Linked DNA regions of Sus scrofa: region 1 is linked to region 2. The links are chromatin contacts, called in public promoter capture Hi-C maps. All regions are on one chromosome and are shown on one strand. The core of a region is the stretch at or near the end of the contact, and the rest is flanking DNA. Distances in the headings are between cores, read along the strand shown.

Evidence for each region. Promoter capture Hi-C pulls out the DNA fragments that hold promoters and counts their contacts.
Region 1: a contact with region 2 is called in a promoter capture Hi-C map of fetal liver, with 5 times the contacts expected there. The contact joins the promoter of SYK here to the promoter of GADD45G in region 2. A contact is called at or near these places in 1 of 5 promoter capture datasets (fetal liver) and 1 of 2 datasets of contacts at active chromatin or transcription factors (alveolar macrophages).

What each region holds. Positions count from the first base shown.
Region 1 is chr14:2,101,941-2,108,366 of Sscrofa11.1, forward strand. SYK (spleen tyrosine kinase) reads left to right here and starts at 1,766. Exons shown (of 13, transcript NM_001104952.1): 1 at 1,766-2,223; 2 at 4,905-5,065. The coding sequence starts at 1,822.
Region 2 is chr14:1,162,524-1,169,007 of Sscrofa11.1, forward strand. GADD45G (growth arrest and DNA damage inducible gamma) reads left to right here and starts at 3,477. Exons shown (of 4, transcript NM_001185129.1): 1 at 3,477-3,622; 2 at 3,884-3,985; 3 at 4,116-4,329; 4 at 4,409-5,015. The coding sequence starts at 3,570. The coding sequence ends at 4,519.

The DNA.
Region 1 (6,426 bases), core at 516-3,015, 940 kb after region 2:
CATAAGAAAGGAGTGCCAGGGGCTCACTCTTTGGAGGGGGGGTGAGGGCGGGGGCTGAATCTGCAACAAAATCGGCACAGAGGGATTAGCCTGAGAAGAAGAAAGAAGCAGAAAAGAAATATTGCTCCCCAAAGACATACCAACTCACTATCTCTCCAGAGATATTTTCTGGCTAAAAGCAGAAGTCTTTGGTCAAAGAGCAATTGTGGGCTGTAATTTTAAGAGAAAATAAAACCTTGCTGAGAGATGAATGTTCAGAAGCTTCAGCAAAGAAAAAGGAAGCATTGCTAGTCAAAAGTTAAGAGAAACAAACAAGAAAATTATTTGTACATTCAAACTGTAATAAAACCCCATGTCTTTTTAAGGACTCACTCAGGAATATTGATTTGACAATATTGCCTGGGGAAAATTCTGTTCCTCTACAAGGCAGGTATGTTCTACAGCCCTTTTGGGGTGATTCATATCGAGAAGAGGCTGTTTCACATAGTCGTGTGTGTGTGTGTCTGTGTGTTTGTGTGTCTGTGTCCCTGTGTGTGTCTGTGTGTTTGTGTGTCTGTGTTTCTGTGTTTAACATGAAAGGGTATGTGCTTTGCTCCCGAGATGCACATTTGCAGTCAGTTAGATACATTTCCATTGATGAAAAGCCCCCTTTGGTTATAATATACACCATTTTGGATACTTTTTTGGACTGGCAATATAGATCCTTCTCATCTACAAACACAGCTGCTCAGTCTTCTTGTCAAAAGTGCATTCCCTGGGAGTTCCCGTCGTGGCTTAGTGGAAATCAGCCTGACTAGCATCCATGAGGACACAGGTTCAATCCCTGGCCTCGCTCAGTGGGTTAAGGATCTGGCGTTGCTGTGAGCTGTGGTGTAGTTCACAGACGAGGCTTGGATCCGGCGTTGCTGTGGCTGTGGCATAGACCAGCAGCTACAGCTCCAATTCAACCCCTAGCCTGGGAACCTCCATATGCTATGGGTGTGGCCCTAAAAAAAAAAAAAGACAAAAAAAAAGTGCATTCACTGACTTCACACATCCACCCAAGCGTGTGCCTGTTGTGCACAAAAAGTATCTAATTTGGTGACAAGTATCCTCGTCGCATGTGGAACCTGCACTGTTTCTTCAGTATTGGCCTTGAGGATGGTAGCAAGCGGGCATCAGGAAGTAGTCTGGAGGGGACACCCTGTCGCCAAGGCCTGGGGCTCTGGGAGGATGTCAGTTTTCATACCTCAAGGCAGCTGCTTGCCCATCCTGCCTCCTGGCCAAACATTTTACGTGGTACATAAACGTGCCCAGCACTTCTCTCTAGTGTCCAGCTATGGGCGATGACACAGTTTCCCCCCCAATGTTCAGGCAGAAGGAGTCCAGCGACATCTTCAGTGCATGTAACCGACTATCCTGTTTCTTTCCAACTCTCTTCATCTGGTGAGAACAGAGGCCTTGTCTGGGTTCTGCCCCTGTGCCCCACTGCCCACTGGGAGAGGTTTTGAGCCCTGTTTTGCAAGGGGACTTCTCTTTTTAGTCAGTTAGAACGCTCGGTCCCCACCAAAAAAAAAAAAAAAAAAAAAAATTCAATGCAGGTTTTCTGGTTCAGTATTGAGAGGGCGTTTTTGGAAACCTAATGATTATGTGGGTGGAAAGGATGAGGGCACCTTCCAGGGCACCCAAGTCCCGCAGGGAAGAGCTTCAAGGACTAGTGGGCCAGGACTGGAGGGTAGGTGCTCTCACAACTACCTGCGCCCGGGTCCTGACCTCTGCCCCATCTTTGTTTTGCCAGGTGGACCCCTGTGTGTGCCGTAGGTGTCAGGAGAAGGCGCAGGCATGGCAGACAGTGCCAACCACTTGCCCTTCTTCTTTGGCAACATCACCCGGGAGGAGGCTGAAGACTACCTGGTCCAGGGGGGCATGAGCGACGGGCTCTACCTGCTTCGCCAGAGCCGCAACTACCTGGGTGGCTTCGCGCTGTCGGTAGCGTATGACAGGAAGGCGCATCACTACACCATCGAGCGCGAGCTGAATGGGACCTATGCCATCTCGGGCGGTAGGACCCACGGCAGCCCGGCCGAGCTCTGCCACTACCACTCCCAGGAGCTGGACGGCCTCGTCTGCCTGCTCAAGAACCCTTTCAACCGGCCGCCAGGGGTGCAGCCCAAGACCGGCCCCTTTGAGGACCTGAAGGAGAACCTCATCCGGGAATACGTGAAACAGACATGGAACCTCCAGGTGGGCGGCGGCGGGAACCCCTCGGCGCGCGGTCTCCTGAGTTCCCGGGCACTGGCGTTCACGCAGGCACCCAGCTCCATGAGAGCCAGGCAGTGGGGCCCCAGATAAGCACCCTTCTCCTTAGTCATCCACGTGGCCCCAAAAGTGCCTCACTCCAAGAAGACAGCCTTTCCTCTTTTGCGGTCGCATTTTCGAGGGTGGCCCTTTTGTGCCAGCGATGTGGGTTTCTCCACCGCAGGAAACCACTGTCACCCAATTCATGCTGGGCCTCTTGGAGGAGGCATCACAAGAATATACTGGTTTTTATTTACCTGAGAGGGTCATACTGTACACTCTTTTCGGCTTTGATCCTCTCGCTAGATAACATCTCTTGCAGAACTTCTGGTGTCAGCAGATACATGCTGCATCAGTCAGTTACTGACTGCCTGAGACTCCCTTCTATGCATCATAACTTATTTAACTAGTGCCAATTAACCAGTACCCATTGATGGACAACTTCGGTGCTTATACATAATGCTGCTAGTAACATCCTTCTAACCCTTTTTGCAATATCTACAGGATAACCCTGAGCAGGTTGCATTTGCCACAGAGAATGATTTGGACATGTTGATAAGTTGTCATCCAGAAAGGTCTCAGAGCTGTGACAGCTTACATTCCTGCCACACTCTCAACAGCACTGATATCAGGAGCCAGCAGGCTGATCGACGGCCTCCTGCTCCGACTTATATGCTCAACCATTTCCTTCCGTTTCCTGGATGTATGCCCCGGGCATTTTTCTGTGTTGTCTGATCCACAGGGATGTATGACAGCTCAGGCTTTTTCAGGATTCTGTACACCGATTCCTATATTGCTTTAATAGGTTCTACAATGAATGCAATCTTGCAGATAGATAATAATACTATGAGTTCAGTATTTTTCATTTAGTATTAATTGGATATGTCTTAAACCATCCTTTTTAAAAATTTTAAATTATTTTTCTTTTAAAAAAATTACTATTATTGAAGTATAGTTAATTGAAAATGTTTCTTCCTGTTCTGTTGTATAGCAGAGGGACCCAATCACACACATTTCCCTGTGCTATACAGTCGGCCCCCATTGCCCATCCATTCCAAATATAACAGTTTGCATCCAAAAAACTCCCCAAATGCCCATCCTTCCCGCCCCCTCCCCTTTCCCCTCTGGGAACCTCAAGTCTGCTCTCCTTGGCCATGATCTATTTTTGTTTTTTTAGATATAGGATCATCTGTTCCATTTTTTTTTTTTTTTTTTTTTTTTTTTTGCTTTTTAGAGCTGCGCCCGCGGCATGTGGACGTTCCCAGGCTAGGGGTCAAATTGGAGCTACAGCTGCTGACCTACACCACAGCCACAGCAACACAGAATCTGAGCCGTGTCTGTGACCTATACCACAGATTATGGCAACGCTGGGTCCCTGACCCACTGAGTGAGTCCAGAGATCGAACCCGCATCCTCGTGGGTACCAGTTGGATTCGTTTTCACTGAGCCACAATGGGACCTCCTTCTCTTATTCTTTTTTAAGTCAGATAAGTCAGGCTTGTTGAAGCGTAACTTACAAACCATGAAATTCATCCTCTTTAAAAGTGTCCAGTTCTATGATTTTTCAGCAAACACATGGCACATGTAGTCATCCCCCCAAGTCAAATATGCATTTCTGTCCCTATAGTTTTTCCTTGTCAAGAATGTCATATAAGTGGGCTCCATAGCAAGCAGTCTTTTCAAACTGGCCTTTTATACTTGGTGTAAGGCATTTGCGAGTCAGCCATGTGTCAGTGGTCCATTCTTTGTTATGGCTGAGTAATATTCCACACTATTGCTTTTGCCCTCTGCCTACTTTGAACTTGATATCTCTTTGGTACATAACTGTTACTGCTTTTGTTTTTCACCCCATCTCTGAGGCATGAAAAAATTTCCAGACTCACCTTTTCTTCTGTCTTCCCTCCTTGCATCCATCTCCTCCTTTGGGTTGGTTATGTTTTGATTTTTACTTCTTCTGGTTCTTTTTGTAAGTTAACAATTAACTTGGGTTCTTCATTTTCTGCTGCGAAGGATCTCTGTTTCTCTCCTCCTGGAATGATGAGGAAGAGAATTCACGTGGCTGTCAACCTTTTTTTCTCCTTTTTCTTTCTTTCTGCTTTGTCATTTCTGCATTGTCAAGGGTCATCTCCTTTCTGTGACCTTACAGGCAGCAGCGTGCATGAGCCCTCAGAGTGAAACCTTGCAGAGGCAGACAGAAAAAAGCATGCCATCTTAAGGCTTCCTGACTGCTGTTAAATGATCAGAGTCTAATACAGAACAATCAGCTCTAAGAGGAAGAGGGCAGGAAAACCATTCTTGAGACCTCATGGACTATACCAGAAGGTTTCTACAGCTCGATGTGGCTTTTCTTTTTTTTTTCTTTCCATTTTTTTTTTTTTTTTATTGCTCAAATGAATTTATCACATCTTCGATGTGGCTTTTCAAAGGCCAACCTCTGTATTCTAAAATCTGTTTTCTTAGTTATTACACTTGAAGGTACTTAAGTAACGTAGTAGATCTATCGGCTTTATCTATCGAATGAGCAAATAGATGAGATTGCATTTTCCTGGGTCAGGCTTAAGACAGACTGGAAACGCTTTCTTGTCACTTTCACTTAGCATGGCTCCACTCTCCTCTCCTCGTGGCAGGGTCAAGCCCTGGAGCAGGCAATTATCAGCCAGAAACCTCAGCTGGAGAAGCTGATTGCCACCACAGCCCATGAAAAAATGCCCTGGTTCCACGGAAAAATCTCTCGGGATGAATCTGAGCAGATTGTCCTGATAGGATCAAAGACAAATGGGAAGTTTTTGTAAGTATTCTGTCTTTCCCTTCGCTCCTGAGCACCAGGCCTACTGGGGACAGTTAGGGGTAACTCAGCCTCCCCATTCCTGGACTCCTGGTGACCCTGGGAAGGGATCAAGTGCCATCCTCTGAGACACACGTGTTGGTCACATAGACACCTAAAATCAAAGCCATCCCATGGAATTCTGCATTTAGCCACTCGCCCCCAGGGCGAATACTCCTCTTGGGCACTGAGGGACTTCATGTAAAGAAAATCTATTCAGCCTCACTTTCTGCTTTTCACGACAAACATGGGATGTGTAACACTGTCTCTGGCTCGCCATCCAAGCTAAAAATGCCGCAGTGTGTTTGCTTGCATTGGCCCTGAGATCTCAAACTTTACTTCTCTTTTTACTTGGAGAGGAATGTCCCTAGGGTGGAGAGTAAAGCGAATTTGCTGGGAAAGGTTAGTGCAGGTGCTTGATCCCAAGCACGCATGCAGACACCAGCCTCATAATCTCGGGAATGAGGTGTGGGCGTTCCCTGATGGCCTAGTGGTTAAAGATTCAGTGGTGTTATTGCTGTGGCTCCGATTCGATCCCTGGTCTGGGAACTTCCACATGTTGTGGGTGTGCCCCCCCCAAAAAAAGAAAAGAAAAGAGATGTGCATCTGGAAGTCTGTTCACTGTTATCCTCAGTGGTCAGTGCACCTCCATCCTGGAGGTTCTGGAGACACAGGCCATCCCAGGGTGCGGTCATTGGTCCAGAGGAGGGAAGGAGCTGTCTTGGGCAGGTGTCGACCGTATTCCCCCAAGGTGCTTCCAGCTGAGGCACACTCACCTGTGCTGGTCACTGCTCAGTGGTCACCACTCCCTCCCCCCGCCCCCCGAAGAGGGTCTGACTGGGTGCCGCGTCCGCATCTTGGACACTGACCCAGCAATGCAGCCCCATGACCAGCAATATGGAGTCACATCACGGGCATTATAAACTTTTCCTAGAAACAGAAGTGTTTTCTCTGAATAGCCATCTAAATAAGAATTTTCTTTAGACTTTACCGTAATAGTTCTTGTTTAAGAAATGATTTTAGGGAGTTCCCATTGTGGCTCAGTGGTTAACGAACCCAACTAGTATCCATGAGGGTGCAGGTTCGGTCCCTGGCCTTGTTCAGTGGGTTAAGGATCTGGCATTGGGGTAGGTCAGCTTGGATTCTGCGTTGCTGTGGCTGTGGTGTAGGCTGACAGCTGCAGCTCCGATTCCACCCCTTCGACCCCTACCCTGGGAACTGCCATATGCTGTGAGTATGGCCCTAAAAAGACAAAAAAAAAAAAAAAGGAATGATTTTAGGAGTTCCCATCGTGGTTCAGTGGAAACAAATCAGACTATCATCCA
Region 2 (6,484 bases), core at 2,227-4,726:
GGCACATGGCGTCCACATCTTGCCATTTTTCAAGAGAAGCGGGAAATTCAGATTTTTTTTTTGTCTTTTTTTTTGCTATTTCTTGGGCCACTCCCCCGGCATATGGAGGTTCCCAGGCTAGGGGTCGAATTGGAGCTGTAGCCACTGGCCTATGCCACAGCCACAGCAACGCGGGATCCGAGCTGCGTCTGCAACCTACACCACAGCTCACGGCAACGCCGGATCATTAACCCACTGAGCAAGGCCAGGGACCGAACCCGCAACCCCATGGTTCCTACTCGGATTCGTTAACCACTGAGCCACGACGGGAACTCCGGGAAATTCAGATTTTTATGTGAGAGTGCCTAAAGAAAGATAGCAATGACTTTTGACATTTCTGAAGGAACCTTCCCTGCAGGCCGCACCGAGCTCTGGGTAGCCTGTCTGTGCCCTGCAGCCTCTGTGAGGCTGTCCTCATAAGGGGACTGAACCTGCTATTTAATGACAGAGCTAGGGCACACTCTGAAAGCAACTAATTTCAGAAAATGCAAAGGGGACTGGCTTATAAAGTTTACTGCTTGCCTAAACTTACTAATTTGCATACCCAAATGAATAGTGATCTCCACCCAGCATTTTAGTCAGATCACGGCAGTGACCGAGAAGTTTTAATAAACCAAAAGGTTTTTGAAACAGAGCATCCCCGAGGCTGTCCCTTTAGTAAAGTCACCATCACCTTCCTGATTAAGATCAGGGGAAGGTTTAGGGGTGCAGTCATAGGGAGTTTGGGTGACATCACCGCCTCTTAGGACTCAAGGCTGACACTTGGGCTGAAAGTGGTTTGGGGGATGGGGGGGCCGCACAGCAGGATGGATGGGCATTGGCTATTGTCAACCATCTTCTGTCTCTGGGTGGGCCGGGAGGGCACCCAAAGATACTTGTAATGGGGTGCTGGCTTTGCCCCCCTCCTCCCCTTAGTCTGACCAGCAAACTTGAAATGGGCTGTTCCTGACCCAGTAGCTTTTGCATTTGTCTAAACTGCAGGGGTGGGGGCTGGGGGGTAGGGGTGGGAGGTGGGGGTGGGGGTAGGGGTGGGGGGTGGGGGGTGGGGGTGGGGGTCTAGTGGAGGGCCCTCTTAGCTTCCAGACACAATGTTTCTTTCCTAATTGTGATGAAGGCTTTGGGGCCATTCTGCCTGACCCAATAAACCCATGTGAAGCCATATCCTATGTCAGAGAGGTGGGTTTTCCTGAAATTGAATACCTTAAAAATGTGAGTGAAGTAGAATAGCCCCCAGGGGTTGTCAATCAGCCTTCTTCCTCCAGGCTGGCTCAGTGCCAACTGGAAAAGCTGTCTCCTGTCCCCCCCTCCCCAGGGGCCTTTCTCTAGGAGGAGGGGCTGAGGCCTGCTGTGGGGGGAGATTTCTAGTGTTTTAAGTTGGGGGGTGGGTAAGCACTGAGATGTCAAATAGGTCTCATTTTTGCAACAATTCCTGGGGACATGGAACTAATACATTTTAAGGAGTGTTTAATAACTTACTTTTAAAAACGATTTTTATTTTTTCCATCATAGCTGGTTTACAGTCTTCTGTCAGTTTTCCACTGCACAGCAAGGTGACCCAGTCACACATACATGTATACATTCTTTGTCTCACATTATCATGCTCCATCATAAGTGACTAGATATAGTTCTCAGTGCTATAAAAACAGTTTGAGTGTTTAATAATTTAATTAGAGCAATACCTAAGTCTCAATCACTTAAGAAAAAACACTTTATCCAATCAAGGCCCACCATCATTTTAAACACCACCAACAACGAACGAGAAGATACAGTAGCAAATAATCACCGCCTGATGCCGTCTGACTCCCGCTGTTATAAAACGCCTCGGATTTCAGGGATATGAGGTAAGCAAAGACCCAATTCTTGGCATCAGGAAGTGGCCTGCTTTCGCAGCTGTCCTCTGGCAGCTGGCCACCGGGTGGCGCAAAACGCCAGCGCACTCGGCTGTTTTTCTTACCCGTTATCTCCGGTCTTGCACCAGAGCCTGGGCTTCCAGCGAATTCACCCCGGCCCGCAAACAGTCCTGTCCAGTCTCTAAGGCCTCATCTAGAAAAGAGGGGCAATGGAATGCACCGCAGCACTGGTTTCAACGTAGAGCAGAGAGATGCAGACACCAAAAGTGATAAGTTGAGTGAGCGAAGGGTCTTTTCGTTTGTCCCCAACTCCTTCCGGCGTGGGTTTTGCAGCCTTTCTTCTGACTTCTGTTAATACGCAGCTTGGAGGGAGCTCAGCCGACCCTACCAGGGCAGCTCCTTGACCAGGAGGCTGCAGGCCAAGTCACTAGTGGTCAATGCAAGTGTAGGGGAGGGAGGTGGTCAGGATCTTTCCTGCCGGCCTGTAGATGGCGCTCCGGGAAAGATATTCCGAGCCGCGTTCCCCAAGCTCTAGGGGCCTGGAGCCAAGGGGTCCGGGCTGAGCGCAGCCGGCTGTGTAAATGGTGCAGCAGCCAGGTGTTCCTTCCAACTGCCACCGCTGTTCCGCACGTGTGCAAGGACCCGGTGGGGCGGAATTACATGCAAACGTGCCGCTGGTGCAGCAGGGCCTGTGCGGGGGTGGGGGTGGGGAGCCGCGCACCGAGGAGGGCAGGAGCGGCACGCGGCCCCGACCCCCACGCGCCAGGCAGCCCGGCGACCCCCACGAGCGGCAGGGCCCTACCCACCCCACCCAGCGGCAGGTGGACAGTGTCGCTATGAAGAGAAAGCTTCGATTGTCCCTCCCACAAACCGCCACACGCCAGACCTCCGCTATTGTGCGTCCTCCATAGAAATGCAAACGAGCCGCGTGCGCCGGCCGCAATCTGCTCGGGAGCCCCGGCGCCCCGCAGCGCTCTGCAGAGGGCGGGGAGCTCGGGTGGGACTTTCCAGCGCGACGGGGTCGGAGCCTTGATTCTGCAGGGAGAACCTCGCATTCCGGGCCCTAGTGTCAGGTGGAGGGAGCTGCGCCCGGGCCTTTTGCAAGCTTAAAGCCAGGACTGTGTGTTTTTAAGTTCCGCTTTAAAAGCTACTGTCTCATAAACTCCAAATTAAGAGTAAAGAAAAAATAGAAAGGTAACAACAAAAATAAATGCAAAAATAAATTCATTAGATTCTCCAACGGTGCATTTCACAAATTGCAGCGTACTATTAGCTAGCAAGGGTTTGGCTTTTTTTTTTTTTTTAAACTTTTCCCTTTTAAAGACTTAAAAACAAAAAGGCTAGATGAAATCTGCAGGCTCCAGGCTGCCTGGTAACACCCCGACAAAAGCAGCAGATTTGAGGCATTGTCATCCCCCGCACCCCTCCCCACGTGGCCTTCTGGCACGAGCCGCCGGCCGCCGCCTCATTTGCATCAGAAAGCGGGCGCCGGCCAATGGGCGCGCAGGCTTGCGCCAGCTGGCGGCGCCGAAGACCCAGCCTATATAAAGGCGCGCGGCGGGACCCGGGCTCACTCGCTGGCGGTGGGCACGCCGAGCAGAGCTGCGGGCTGATCTCTCTTCGCTCGCGTCCGCTCCGCCCTCTGCTTTTGTGGATAACTTGCTGCTTGCGGATCGCAACATGACTCTGGAAGAAGTTCGCGGCCAGGATACGGTTCCAGAAAGCACGGCCAGGTAAGTCCGCGCTGAGCGCCGAACGTCTCAGGGCTCCGGGATCCTGGTCCTGCCCTGGCCGCGGCTGGTTGGGCGCAGTCTTCGAAACCTTCCGGGGTGGGGGTCCGCTGGGTAGAAGTCAGGCCCAAGTGTTTCCGCTGGGCTGGGGGTGCGGCACTGGGCTGGAGCGCCGGAGTCGGGCGCCGGGGGTGCCTCCCAGGGCTCGGGGGTCCTGGCTCACCCTCCGGCCTGTCCACGCTCATGGCGGTGGCTCCTCCACAGGATGCAGGGCGCCGGGAAAGCACTGCACGAGCTGTTGCTGTCGGCGCAGCGACAGGGCTGCCTCACCGCCGGCGTCTACGAGTCCGCCAAAGTCCTGAATGTGTGAGTATAGACGCGGTCCGGGCGAGGCGGCCGGGGGCGGGCAGAGCGGCAAGGGAGACCGGGGAGAAGGCGGCACGGGGCACCCGGGGCACACCGATCTGACCTCTTCACCTCCTTCTCGCTCGCGCAGGGACCCCGACAACGTGACCTTTTGCGTGCTGGCTGCTGACGAGGAAGACGAGGGCGACATTGCGCTGCAAATTCACTTCACTTTGATCCAGGCGTTCTGCTGTGAGAACGACATCGACATCGTGCGTGTGGGCGATGTACAGCGGCTGGCGGCGATCGTGGGCACCGGTGACGAGGCGGGCACGCCGGGAGACCTGCATTGCATCCTCATTTCGGTGAGTGTCGCCTCCATCCCGATGTCATCCCTGCCCTTGCCAGCGGCCAGCCCGGTTGACCTCTGGACTCTCTTCGCAGAACCCCAATGAGGACGCGTGGAAGGACCCCGCCTTGGAGAAGCTCAGCCTGTTCTGCGAGGAGAGTCGCAGCGTCAACGACTGGGTGCCCAATATCACCCTCCCCGAGTGACAGCCCGGCGGGGGTCTTGGTCTGATCGACGTGGTAACGCCCCGGGGCGCCTAGCGCGGGGCTGGCTCTGTGGATGCGCCCTAGGAGGGCGCCCGAGTGCGGCGTGGAGACTGGCAGGCGCCGGCGCGTGGAGAGCGGCGAGGAGGTGCGGCTCCCTCCCGAGGAGGGGCCCGGCGGCGACAGGGGCAGGCTGGCCCCAGCCCAGGACTCTACAAGTGTGGGGAGCGGTTGCTCGCCCAGGAAGGCCGGAGGCGGGACGTTGGCCGCGCGGCCGGGAAGGACAGACTGGCCGGGCAGGCGTGACTCAGCAGCCTGTGCTCCCGGCAGAAAGGAGGGGAAAGGCAAGGCCAGGAGGCCTGGACTTGTACAGTAACAGAAGCTCTGACGGACTTAGCAGTAGGCACTGCTGTTTCAAAACGGATCCGGGCGATGCTTCGTTTTCTAAAGGATTATGCTGCTGCAGCGTTGAGTCTTACAATAAACTTACTGAAAAAAACTTAACTCTCTTTATTGAGGGCAGGGGATCTTTGTCTGAGGGGAAGGTGGTTAGCGGGATTGCTGACGATTTCTGAAATTCCCGGAACTCGCTGGCACCTGTTCCATCTTCCTGTTAGGGCTGAATTACAGGCTCCCGGGGTGCTCGAAGTGGGGGAGGGGGCGTTGGCTGGGTGTTAGCAGAACTTGAGCCGTGCCCTCCTCTCCCTTTAGGAAGATTTTTACACTCGCAAGATAGGAGCATACTTGGGATAAGCCATCAGTGCAGCAGCTGGCCATCCAACCTGATAACGGAGGCCTTTCCTTTCCCTCCCCTCCTCCTTCTCTCCCCTCTGCCCCCTCCCTTCCAACAGCTGCTTATCGAACAGCTTGCAGGATGCAGGCAGCTCCTTCCTGTGCAATGAGCATTGCCTTCTGCAGGGGCTGCCCTTTGTGGTCCCTGAGGATGGCGGCAGACTGCTCTGAGGAACCTTTTTATCTCAAAGGGATGGCGCTTAGAGCAATGTCACCAAGGTATTAATATCGCATATGACATGATGACTGCATTTGCGTGTGAGTCATCATTTTGTCATGGCTGTGATAGAACTTAAAAAGATCTTAGCAAAGAATGGTAAAGCGGCATCTGCACAAATGGGTGTGAGCAATTCTGAGTGGGGCCAGCATCTGCTTTGTACTATTTTCAGGGTTCTTTGCCCACATCAGACTTATTGAGGACTACTGCTCTTCACAGCAGCCTTTAAAGACTTAGAGAAGAAAAATAATTTTAATCTTTTTGACAAAGATTTCCCTTAAGAAGGCTCTAGAGGGAAATGTGCAGAGTGAATCAGTCTTTTTTTACCAAGCCAATAGTATCTTGATTTCACTCTCATGCCTGTCTATACTGCTTTCAGTGGGGGAAATACACACGCGGCTGCTAGATGCTGTTAGCAAGCTGCCCAGTGGTCCACTGAGCCTTCGAGGCAAAGGGGAAGGGATGGTGTACTCTTTTCCTAAGAAGAAAACTCCACTGATTTTTTTTTTTTTTCAGCAGTCCCTGGCAGCTGATTCTACTTGGTGGGTTCCACTTTTTAAATTCTCCCCAAATTGTGGGAGAATTAACAGGACTGCTTAAAGCATCTTGCTTCACACCTATCAGCTCTTAAAAACATTTCTTCCTCGACTAGTCTAGCCAGTGAAATAATTCAGCTGTGTTTGTACCCAAGTTTCACTACTATTTCACCTATTTCCTGCTCAAAACCTCAAGTTTTCCACATGGAGGGTGGAGCCTCACGGGATGAATCTCTATAGCAGTCTGCATTCTGGCCTAATGACCACTTGCCACAGTTTGCTATAGTAAACACAAATGGGACATCATTACTTCGAAAGCTACCCTTTAGCTTTACCCAAATTTAGCCCGACATTGCACAGAGCAGACCCTCCTGCTGGCCCAGTGACCCTTGTAGAACATTCACTTGGCAGCCCTTAAGAAAC